Regions from separate parts of the Mus musculus genome. Here region 1 is linked to region 2. Evidence: chromatin contacts called from public Hi-C data. All regions are on one chromosome and are shown on one strand. Each heading gives the region's core, a stretch centred on a gene start, on an enhancer-like site or on the middle of the called end of the contact. The rest is flanking DNA. Distances are from core to core; before and after follow the strand shown.

The links. A called contact is a pair of places that touch in the nucleus more often than the background predicts.
Region 1: a Hi-C map of 8-cell embryo shows a contact between it and region 2, with 1.8 times the contacts expected there. The contact joins two enhancer-like sites. A contact is called at or near these places in 1 of 15 datasets of contacts at CTCF or cohesin (pro-B cells), 22 of 484 Hi-C or Micro-C datasets (8-cell embryo, the AML12 cell line, the Ba/F3 cell line and 14 more), 4 of 115 datasets of contacts at active chromatin or transcription factors (the 230-238 cell line, T-cell acute lymphoblastic leukemia, bone marrow-derived macrophages and 1 more) and 1 of 9 other capture datasets (embryonic stem cells).

The regions. Positions count from the first base shown.
Region 1 is chr1:155,536,237-155,541,800 of GRCm38.p6, reverse strand. No RefSeq gene overlaps it. Among named protein-coding and RNA genes, the nearest start is that of Gm5532, 12 kb to the right of the region's middle. Within about 2 kb of position 3,495, at least 2 of the 459 cell types and tissues checked have an H3K27ac peak or open chromatin away from gene starts, as enhancers often do. A contact at or near this core is called in 8-cell embryo, where this site is marked.
Region 2 is chr1:155,463,516-155,469,186 of GRCm38.p6, reverse strand. No RefSeq gene overlaps it. Among named protein-coding and RNA genes, the nearest start is that of Gm31772, 17 kb to the right of the region's middle. Within about 2 kb of position 2,721, at least 9 of the 459 cell types and tissues checked have an H3K27ac peak or open chromatin away from gene starts, as enhancers often do. A contact at or near this core is called in 8-cell embryo, where this site is marked.

The DNA.
Region 1 (5,564 bases), core at 2,246-4,745, 72 kb before region 2:
GAGCAAATTAACACATCTCCTGGCACCTGGTATGCGGCTATTGATCTGGCAAATGCCTTCTTCTCAGTACCTGTCCATAAGGACCACCAGAAGCAATTTGCTTTCAGTTGGCAAGGCCAACAGTATATCTTCACAGTTTTGCCTCAAGGATATATTAACTCTCCTGCCCTGTGTCATAATTTAGTTAGAAGGGATCTTGATCGTTTGGATCTTCCACAAAATATCACATTGGTGCACTATATTGATGACATTATGCTGATTGGACCAAGTAAGCAGGAAGTAGCAATCACTTTGGACTCATTGGTAACACATATGCGTATCAGAGGATGGGAAATAAATCCAACCAAAATTCAAGGACCATCTACCTCAGTGAAATTCTTAAGAGTCCAGTGGTGTGGGGCATGCAGAGATATTCCTTCTAAGGTGAAAGATAAGTTATTGCACCTGGCCCCTCCCACAACCAAGAAAGAAGCACAACGTTTAGTGGGTCTATTTGGATTCTGGAGACAACACATCCCTCACTTGGGTGTTTTACTTAGGCCTATTTACCAAGTGACTCGGAAAGCTGCTAGCTTTGTGTGGGGCCTGGAACAGGAGAAGGCCCTTCAACAGGTCCAGGCTGCTGTGCAGGCTGCTCTACCACTTGGACCATATGACCCAGCAGACCCGATGGTACTTGAGGTGTCTGTGGCTGATAGAGATGCTGTTTGGAGCCTCTGGCAGGCCCCTGTAGGTGAATCACAGAAAAGACCTTTGGGATTTTGGAGCAAAGCTCTACCATCATCTGCAGACAACTATTCTCCCTTTGAAAAACAGCTTTTGGCCTGCTATTGGGCCTTAGTGGAAACTGAACGTTTGAAATAGGGCATCAAGTTACTATGCGACCTGAATTACCCATCATGAGCTGGGTACTATCAGACCCTGCAAGTCATAAAGTGGGACGCGCACAGCAGCAGTCTATTATCAAATGGAAGTGATATATACGTGATCGGGCCAGAGCAGGTCCTGAAGGCACAAGCAAGTTACATGAAGAAGTTGCTCAAATGCCTATGGTTTCTACTCCTGTTACAATGCCATCTGCTGCCAAACATGTGCCTATAGCCTCATGGGGTGTTCCCTATGATCGACTGACCGAAGAGGAGAAGACTAAAGCCTGGTTTACTGATGGCTCTGCACGTTATGCAGGCACCACCCAGAAGTGGACAGCTGCAGCATTACAACCCCTTTCTGGGACAACCTTGAAAGACACAGGTGAAGGGAAATCTTCACAGTGGGCAGAACTTCGGGCAGTACACATGGTATTACAGTTTGTTTGCAAGAAGAAATGGCCAGATGTACGATTATTCACTGACTCATGGGCTGTAGCCAATGGATTGGCTGGATGGTCAGGGACTTGGAAAGATCACAATTGGAAAATTGGTGAGAAAGACATCTGGGGAAGAAGTATGTGGATAGATCTCTCCAAATGGGCAAAGGATGTGAAGATATTTGTGTCCCATGTAAATGCTCACCAAAAGGTGACTTCAGCCGAGGAGGAGTTCAATAATCAAGTGGATAAGATGACCCGTTCTGTGGACAGTCAGCCTCTCTCCCCAGCCATCCCTGTCATTGCTCAATGGGCACATGAACAAAGTGGTCATGGTGGTCGAGATGGAGGTTATGCTTGGGCTCAGCAACACGGGCTTCCACTCACCAAGGCTGACCTGGCTACAGCTGCTGCTGATTGCCAGATCTGCCAACAGCAGAAACCAACACTGAGTCCCAGATATGGCACCATTCCTCGAGGTGACCAGCCAGCAACCTGGTGGCAGGTTGACTACATTGGACCACTTCCTTCGTGGAAAGGACAGCATTTTGTTCTTACTGGAGTAGATACTTATTCTGGTTATGGATTTGCCTTTCCTGCACGTAATGCCTCTGCTAAAACCACCATTCATGGACTGACAGAATGCCTTATCGTCATGGTATTCCACACAGTATTGCTTCTGACCAAGGAACTCATTTCACAGCCAGAGAAGTACGACAGTGGGCCCACGATCATGGAATACACTGGTCTTACCACGTTCCCCACCATCCTGAAGCAGCTGGTCTGATAGAAAGATGGAATGGCCTTTTGAAGACGCAGTTACAGCGCCAATTAGGTGGTAACAGCTTGGAAGGCTGGGGTAGAGTTCTTCAGAAGGCAGTATATGCTTTGAATCAGCGCTCGATATATGGTACAGTTTCACCCACAGCCAGGATTCATGGGTCCAGGAATCAAGGGGTGGAAAAGGGAATAGTTCCACTTACTATCACTCCTAGTAACCCTCTAGGAAAATTTTTGCTTCCTGTCCCCATAACTCTAGGTTCTGCTGGCTTAGAAGTTTTGGCTCCAGAGAGGGGAGTGCTCCTACCAGGAGCTACAACAAACATTCCATTGAACTGGAAGCTCAGACTTCCCCCTGGTCATTTTGGGCTTCTAATGCCCTTAAACCAACAGGCTAAAAAAGGAATAACAGTGTTAGGAGGGGTGATAGATCCAGATTACCATGGGGAAATTGGATTACCTCTTCACAATGGTGGTAAGCAAGATTATGTCTGGAGTATAGGAGATCCCTTAGGGCGGCTCTTAGTACTACCATGTCCTGTGATTAAAGTCAATGGGAAACTACAACAGCCTAATCCAAGCAGGATGACAAAGGACACAGACCCATCAGGAATGAAGGTATGGGTCAATCCTCCAGGAAAAGAGCCAAGACCTGCTGAGGTGCTGGCTGAAGGTGAAGGAAATACAGAATGGGTAGTAGAGGAAGGTAGTTATAAACACCAATTAAGGCCACGTAACCAGTTGCAGAAACGAGGATTATAAAGTAATATGAATGCCCATTGTAAATTTACTAATGCGTTTGCGATTGTACGAGGGATAGTTATATCATGTTAGGCGTATTTACAACCTTGTTATTGTTTCATGTGAACATGAGATATTATTTGTGTCAAGTTGACAAGGGGTGGATTGTAGTGGCTATTCCTGGTTGTCAACTTGACAATATTTGGAATGAACTACAATCCGGAATTGGAAGGCTCACCAGTGACCCTTATCTGGAGGCTTGGAGATCCTTATCTGGATCTTGGTTTGAAGATCTTGAGCCATAGTGGCTATGGATTCCAGAAGATTGAATCTCCGAGTTTAAGGAACACACCTTTAATCTGGGCTACGCCTTTCATCTGGAAACACACATAGGAAAGACGCTCCTACACAGAAGATGAATAGATCTAAAAGGAAACCCTCAGACGAGATGGCAGATTTAGACTGTGAAGCGTGTGGTGCACTTTGAGAAGCTGGCCAGCCTCCCCCGCTGAGCCCATTACTTTCCAGACGCTGCCCTTCAAATGTCAAAAGGTCTTTGGCCTTACATTTAAGTGAGTGGCCGTGTCGACCCATGAAGATTTTCTAAGTAGTCTGAGCCTTTTGCATGAGCTGACACACTGTGCTCAGAATTCATGAAATGGGGCAGGAGCTGGTTTTATTGGAAGAAGAGGACATCAAACTGTTTACCTTAGGAGGAAAGCTCTTCGCCTGTGTATGGGAAACTGAGGCAGGAGGATGGGGATTTTGAAACCAGCCTCGACAATGTATAGAGATCCTGTCTCAAGATACACGAGCAGCCTAGCAGTGGAGGCACAAGACTTTTTTTTTTTCCTTTTATTGGATGTTTTTCTTATTTACATTTCGGATGTTTTCCGCTTTCCAGGTCTCCCCTCTGGAAACCCCCTACCCATCCCTCCTCCCCCTGCCTCTATGAGGGTGCTCCCCCACCCACCCACTCCCACCTTCGAGGCATATGACTTTAATCCCAGCACTTGAGAGATAGAGGCAGGCAGATCTCTGAGTTAGAGAAACCCTGTCTCAAAAGACCTAAAAGATAAAACAATTTAAAAAAAAAAAAGCAAAGTAAAGCTCTTTCAAGAAAATCATTGAACTCAAAACTAAAATACTGAAAATCTTCTTATCTGTTTCCATAATCTTTTCAAGTTTTAAGTTAGTGGTTTAAAGAACAAAGATATAAGAAAATAAATATATACTGTCATAAAATATAACATATTTATAGAAAAACAGTCCTCTGAATTTGTTGCTTCTCCAGGTTGCTGGTGATTCCAGATCCTGCTGGATGTAGTGGCACATGTTTATAATCCTATAACTTTGGAGGCTGAGGCAGGAGGATTTTAAGTTCTTGGTCATCCTGGGCTACATAATGAAGTCATGTTTCAAAAAGAAAGTAAAGCAAAAATAGTAAAGTATTTTAGATATGCATTATCTTGATGGGAACAGGCAAGTGCAAGTGTAATACACATACTGACCAGAAGATGGCAGCATAGAGCTATATTTGTGTTCTGTCACTGGGACGTGCCAATTGGATTGTCTCCCTAAAACTCTGACCTTTACGCTGCACAGTGAACAGACTAATTATTTATGTAATTCTATCATTATTTTAAACAGCATCTCCATCCTAATTTTGTTACTTTTTATGCATAAAAACCTAAGACCTGTGTATAAAGAACATAGGTTGTGGTTAGCTAAAAAACAATGTTCTCAGAAATCCACTTGTTAGCCTGAGTGATACAGTAACAAGGAGAGATTGGTCAATCAGTGTGGACTGAGATAAACTCACCTCTGAATCTACATTATTAGCCCCTTTTGCTTGTTTTTGCTTTAGACATTCTTTTTGTTGTTGTTAATGTTGTATTGTTTGTTTGTTTGTTTGTTTGTTTGTTTGTTTTTGAGACAGGATCTATGTAGCCCTGGAAGTTGCAATGCAGACAAGGATGGCCTCAGACTCAGGGAGCCGCCTGCCTCTGCCCCTGAGTGAGTTAGCAGTTCTGCCATTTCCAAACACTTCCGTGTCACTTTCCTCTCCCATTTTAGAGAATGTTAAATTAAAACGGATATTCTAAAGTACACAAAAATAAAATGTTTAACATGCTTATTAGAAGTTATATAAGACAGACAGACATTAGGGTATACTAAAATTTGAAAATTTTGTGTGGTTAAATTTTTGTTTGTTTGTTTGTTTGTTTGATTTTGAGATAGGGTTTCTTTGTGTAGCCCTGGCTGTCCTGGAACTCACTTTGTAGACCAGGCTGGCCTCAAACAAAGAAATTCACCTGCCTCTGCCTCCCAAGTGCTGGGATTAAAGGTGCTACCACTGCCTGGCTTTAAAAAAATTTTTTTTTTTAAGTTTGCACTTGCTAAGATATCCTTTCTTGGGCTGGAGAGATGGCTCAGTGCTTAAGAACACTGGATGCTCTTTCAAAACTCAGGTTCAATTCCAAGCACTCACTTGGCAGCTCACACCTGTTTTTAACTCCAGTCCCTGGGGGTCTGATGCCCTATTCTGGCCTCCAAAGGCACCAGGTGTGCCCATGGTGCACAGACATACGAGTAGGCAAAAGGCCCATCTACATACACATAAAGAAGAGTCAAGCTCTCTTTGTTAATATTGATGGCTACGGCTGGGCATCACCTTGGAGGTATTCATGGCTTCAGTTACTTCTGTGGGATTTCTTCTTGGAAGAATGATAAGATG
Region 2 (5,671 bases), core at 1,472-3,971:
ACAGCATACTGCCCACTCCTTGCATGATGGGATGTTTAAGGAAACAGAGTGTCCATGATGTTATGCACTTCCAAGTTCTTAGATTCTCAGTTTGGCAATATCAGAGATTCCATCTGGAAAGTCTACACTCATCTACAGGATCCTTTGCACTGAGAATTGGTCTGCCAAGGTGTAACCTGAGCTGAAGGCTGGCTTGGAGCCTATCCTTGCTTGAGGGGTGCAGGCTAGTTAGGTATTCTAAGTCTAAGGAAGAGCCTGAGTTAGGAGCAGAGACCATGGCACATTTAGAATATCCCTATCAGTGTCACTGGACTACAGAATGCGTGTGGCTAGGCAAGCCTTGGAAAGGAGGCTACAGGATAGGCAAGGATCACCATGAGAAATGGAGAGGTTGAGGCAGGAGGATTACAAGTTCCAGAGGCCACACTGGGCTACATTACGGTAAGACTGTCTAAAATTTCTTTCTTTCTTTTTTTGTTTTGTTTTGTTTTTTTCAAGACAGGGTTTCTCTGTGTAGCCCTGGCTGTCCTGGAACTCACTCTGTAGACCAGGCTGGCCTCGAACTCAGAAATCTGCCTGCCTCTGCCTCCCAAGTGCTGGGATTAAAGGCGTGAGCCACCATGCCTGGCTGCTTTTAAAATTTCTTACAAAGACAAGACATCAAAGTCTTTAAGCACAGAAGTTCAATTTAATGTGCATTTTGTTTGTTTGGTTTGTTAAGACAGGGTCTTTCTGCTTCTACCTCTGGAGTGCTCATATTGAGTGCTCATCAAACCCCGATTGTTTTGGGTTTTTTTGTGTTGTTTATTTTGTTTTGATTTTTGTTTCTTGAGATGGAGTCCCATTCTATAGCCTAGATTGGCCTGGAAGTCACTGTATCACCCAGGCTCAAAGGAAGCTTCTGACCTCACTTAGCCTCCTAAGCCCTGGGATTACAGATGTAAGCTATCCCGCCCAGCTTTACCATGCATTTTAATCAATCACAAATAATGTATAATCAAAATAAAAGTTAGAAAATCAGGCTGGGGACTGGAGAGATGCCTCAGTGGTTAAGAGCACTGACTACTCTTCCAGAGATCCTGAGTTCAATTCCCAGCAACCACTTGGAGACTCACAACCATCTGCAATGGAATCAGATGCAGTCTTCATATGTATCTGAAGACAGCTGCAGTGTACTCATATAAATAAAAATAAAAATAAATATTTTTTAAAAAGAAAAAGGAAATCAAGCTGTATGTCCTGTCACGGACCTGTAATTCCAGCACTTGCTGGGAGGAGGGGAGGCACAAAACAGATGGGTCACTGTGAGTTCCTGGCTAGCCATCATGCCTCAAAAAGATTTGTTTTTACATCAGAAAGGATATATATATATATATATATATATATATATATATATATATATATATATGTGGTGTGTGTGTGTGTGTGTGATTGTACATGTTGAATATAGTGAACACATTTTTAACTTTTTACTTTTGTTGTTGTTGTCCTTCTAGAGAAAACTCCTTAGCATCTCTGGTTTGCTTCAGTCCTAAGAATGTTCTCATTTAAATCCAGCAAATGCCATGTCAAGTCGAACATAGCCCTTTCAGAGCGTCATTCATTTAAAAGTGTCTCTCGTCCCTCCTTGCTTCAGTCTTGGAAACCTGAAGTGGGGAAGGGATGCAAACAGCTCTTTCCCTCTTTCTCTTCTACCCACCAGCTGCTCTTTCCCTACTCAAGTCCCTTGGGCAAGAGGAAGGATTGGGAGAAATGGTGGAGTCATGTGACTACTGATACGGTCAGTTGGTGTGGTAGGGTACCTTATAGGATCTTCTGTCAGATTGCTTTTCCTTGAAAGTTGTTCTCTTCGGTCAGGTCCCTTTTAACATGGCCTGAGAGTCAGCCCCTTCCTTCATGAACATAAAGCTGCTTGTGCCTGAATACTCTCTTTCCTTTGTTCTAGTCCTGAGCCTTTGAACTTCTCTCAATCAGTCACTATTCCCATATGCCCCCAAACTCCAGGAGACAGACAGAGGTCAAGGTCTCAAATGATCACGTTAGGTCTCCCTATTTGGTTTAAAATGAAAAGTATTTCCCGTGACAGGTAGGTGGTTATAGATAGAATCCAGAGCTACTCTGTATAAAGAAGACTTGTCTTTGACTTTAAGAGGGGTAGGATTATTATTATTATTATTATTATTAGAAATTACAAATATGTATGCATGTATGTGCGTGTGGAGTCACAGAGTGAGTCACCTGACCTGGGCATTGGGAATGGTATTCCAGCTCCAGCACTGACTTCCTAACCCTTCCTACCGAGGTTTCTGGCTTCTCTCCCCTGTACTGAGGGAGGTGGTGGGCTTGTTCTGCTGAGCCCTCTCAGCCCACTCTGCATCCAGCTAGTGCTTCCCAGTGCGTCCACCTGCGACCTAGTGTGGTACACTTGGTTTTGCTGAGCTTAGAAAACAGAAGATGGGAATTTTCATTAGAAAATGAAAATCACCTCGAATCCCATCATTTCTGTTTTGTTTTGTTTTGTTTTGTTTTGTCTTATTTTGCTTTTCTGTGGTTCCTTTCTTCTTTAGGAAGTGTGGTGAACAAAGAGTGAGCAAACTTAAATAGTTGGTGCGGTGCACCCTTTAAACTGCCTTTTATGGTTACCCAGATAGGTAGGAGATCCTAACTACTAAGTAGACAGATAATAGGCCGTTCTGAGTCACAGAACACTATTTTTGACATTTCCCCCCCCACCAAGAGTGGAGTTTATACTCCCTTTTCCTGGAACTAGGGCCTGGTATGACTACTATGACCAATGGAATATAGCTTGTGACTTCTGGGGCAGGGTCACCAAAGGTCATGAGGCTTTTACTCCCTGGGGTCCACTGCACCGGAGACATGGAACTAACTACCACAGAACAGGCATGACTACTCTGAAGCCATCCCAGAAGATTCAGTTCTTCAGCTCTGCAGACCAGGGAGCAATTCAAGCAAATGGAGAGGCATCATCCAACCCAGGCTTTTCTGCCTCCACCAGAGCTGAAGTCACATGAAGCCTAGTTAGCAAGGACAGAGAAGAGCCACTCCCTGTGGTACCTGCTTAGAATTCCTGACCTGTGGCACCTGCAAGTACAATAACTTAATGGATGTTTTAGGTCAAGGTGATTTGTGGTGGATTGTTACATGGAGACAGAAAATAAAAATAGCCATAACTATACGTACCAGGAAGTTCCTTTAACTGCAACTGAGAGGGGGCAGGTTGATGGGATCAACTTTAGGGGTAGGAAGACAAGATGTCTGGCTTTTGCAGAAATTCACATGTGGAAAGAGGGTCGAGCTCAGGCAGTGGTAGTAGGGAAGAAAGAGAGAGGGCCTGCTGAGAGATATTGAGGCTCACACTTCTGACCCACATCCAAAATATGAAACAAGCTTGGTGTGGTGGTGGCTTGTCTGTAATTCTAACACTCTCGGGAGGTGAAGGTAGGAGGATCAGGTTCAAAGCTAACCTATGTGAGTGCCTGACAACAAAACAAAACGAAACAAAACATGCTAGCAGTGGTGATATGTAGTTATAATTTTACAGCTCAACGGAAGGATTGTGAGTTCAAGGCCAACCTGAACTGTATTGTTAAATTCCCATCTCAAGGGGTGGGATATGAAACATAAGAGATGGGAGGCTAGGCTCTAAGACAGGAATGCCTTCCAAGTGTCTCAGCTTTTTTTCTTCACCTGTGGAGTTGGCCTTCTTACCCCAGGCTATGATTACAAGGCTTAGTGTCACGAACAGGATGCTCTGAGTGTTAGGCTGTGGATCACACTAATCGATCTGTTTTATTTTATCTCACATCCTTACTTAAAAGCCTCTTATTCTTAGAAAGAAGATAGATGCAAAGTAAGGTACAGAGCAGAACCTTGTTATTATTTTTAAACTGAGCCATTCATCCTGTCAGTGAACAAGGGGCTCCTGGGTGTGCCTACATCCATCAGCCTTGGTGAGATTGGCCTCCCACCAAGCAGGTGGGGTGGGAAAGGCAGCACCCAGGAACCACAAGAACAGAAAACAATTGCTCACAAATGGTTTACCAGCAGGTCTCAAGATGTACCATGCCAAGGCTATCTGACAGTGCGTGTGTGAAATGGAGTTTACATTTTTATAAGAGATTTGCACATGCACAAATACAGGAAGATAAAAGACCAGAGGCTTATATGCCCCAAAGGGCAATGATTTTTGCCTTCTGTTTTTGCTGTTTTATTGATTCCTTTAAGCTTGTTTATGTTTTCCAAGTTTTCTGAATACACATTATCAGAAAAGAACAAACAAAACAGTCTTGTTGGAAATCCTACAGAGATTAGAACTGCTATGCTGTGGGGAGGTTGCAAGTCTAAAGGCTAGTTATCTTATCTAAGGCTAGTTCTAGCCCTCTGAACCAGCCATTCCTTGCCCACCTTTGTTTCAGAATTATCATCCTGTGACTAATAGATAAAAATCCTTTGGAATCTATAATTCAACAGACCACTAGCTTCCACTAACCCCAAAAGCTCAGATAGCATTTTGGGCCTAGGGAAAGATGCTCCTGTCTCTCCTGTACCTGCCTCTCTGATGGACTCACTAATGTGCTTGCTTATTTGTTTGTTTTTCAAGACAGGGTTTCTTTGTATAGCCTTGGCTGTCCTGGAACTCACTCTGTAAACCAGGCTGGCCTTGAACTCAGAGATCCACCTGCCTCTGTCTCTGGACCTCAGGGATTAAAGGTGTGTGCCACTTCCACCTAGTTGACCTTGATTTATGACTTCCTTTATCTCTGTAAAGCTAGAAAAACTTTATAAAACTGCTTATGAAACTTGGAACAAGGAATCCGGCGTAACATAAATCTGTGTTCCTGGGCCATAGTCACCCACAGGGGGCTCTAGAATAAACAATTCCTATTCACACCTTTAAGATGAGAGCTGTGGTTTTGGTGTCCGTAATTCCATCCATCCTGCCCCCACACAACAGTGTTTTCTGGAGCTTCCAACTCAGAGGACTTTGTGAGTCTTTGTTTTAGCCAGGTAGTCACAGACCCAATAAGGCTGCCCTTTCCACACAGCTGGGGCCCCTTCTGATCTTTCAGAATTTCTTTACTAAACATTTCTCTACTGTTCATCTCCTTTCCCAAGTGCCCAGCACAGGCCCGACCCCCATTCTCTGGTCCTCTCTTCAGAGCCAGGGCTGTAGTCTAACTAATCACTAATTCCCTTGTCTCCAAATCACTTTCTGTCCAGTACTGCCCATCCTCTTCCCCTTTCTCACTCTTTACTAACATCCCCTGCAGACATCAGTTTGATGTTAGAATCAGAGCCCATACAGAGCAAGCTCATTCACGATATTTGAGTAGTTAATAGCTTCATGCGAGCTGGGTTTTTAAAAAGAGATTGCCCAGTTCACATTACCTCGTCTCTAATTAGTGAGGTCAAAGCTCCAGTCAGATGCAGATTTTCACGCTCGCGTTGAATTTGTGTGCAAAGAGGTCACAACCTCTTTTAGCAAAGCAGGGAAGGTCGCCTGTAGCCAGACGCCATCACTATTAATATCAGATGGAGCAGCAACTAATTCAGTCATGTTGATGGATGCCAAGACGGTGCCCAGACTCCTGCAGTGTGAGCGACTGAGTCCGAGAAACCAATTCCCTCCCAGCTTGAAGTGCTCCAGGTC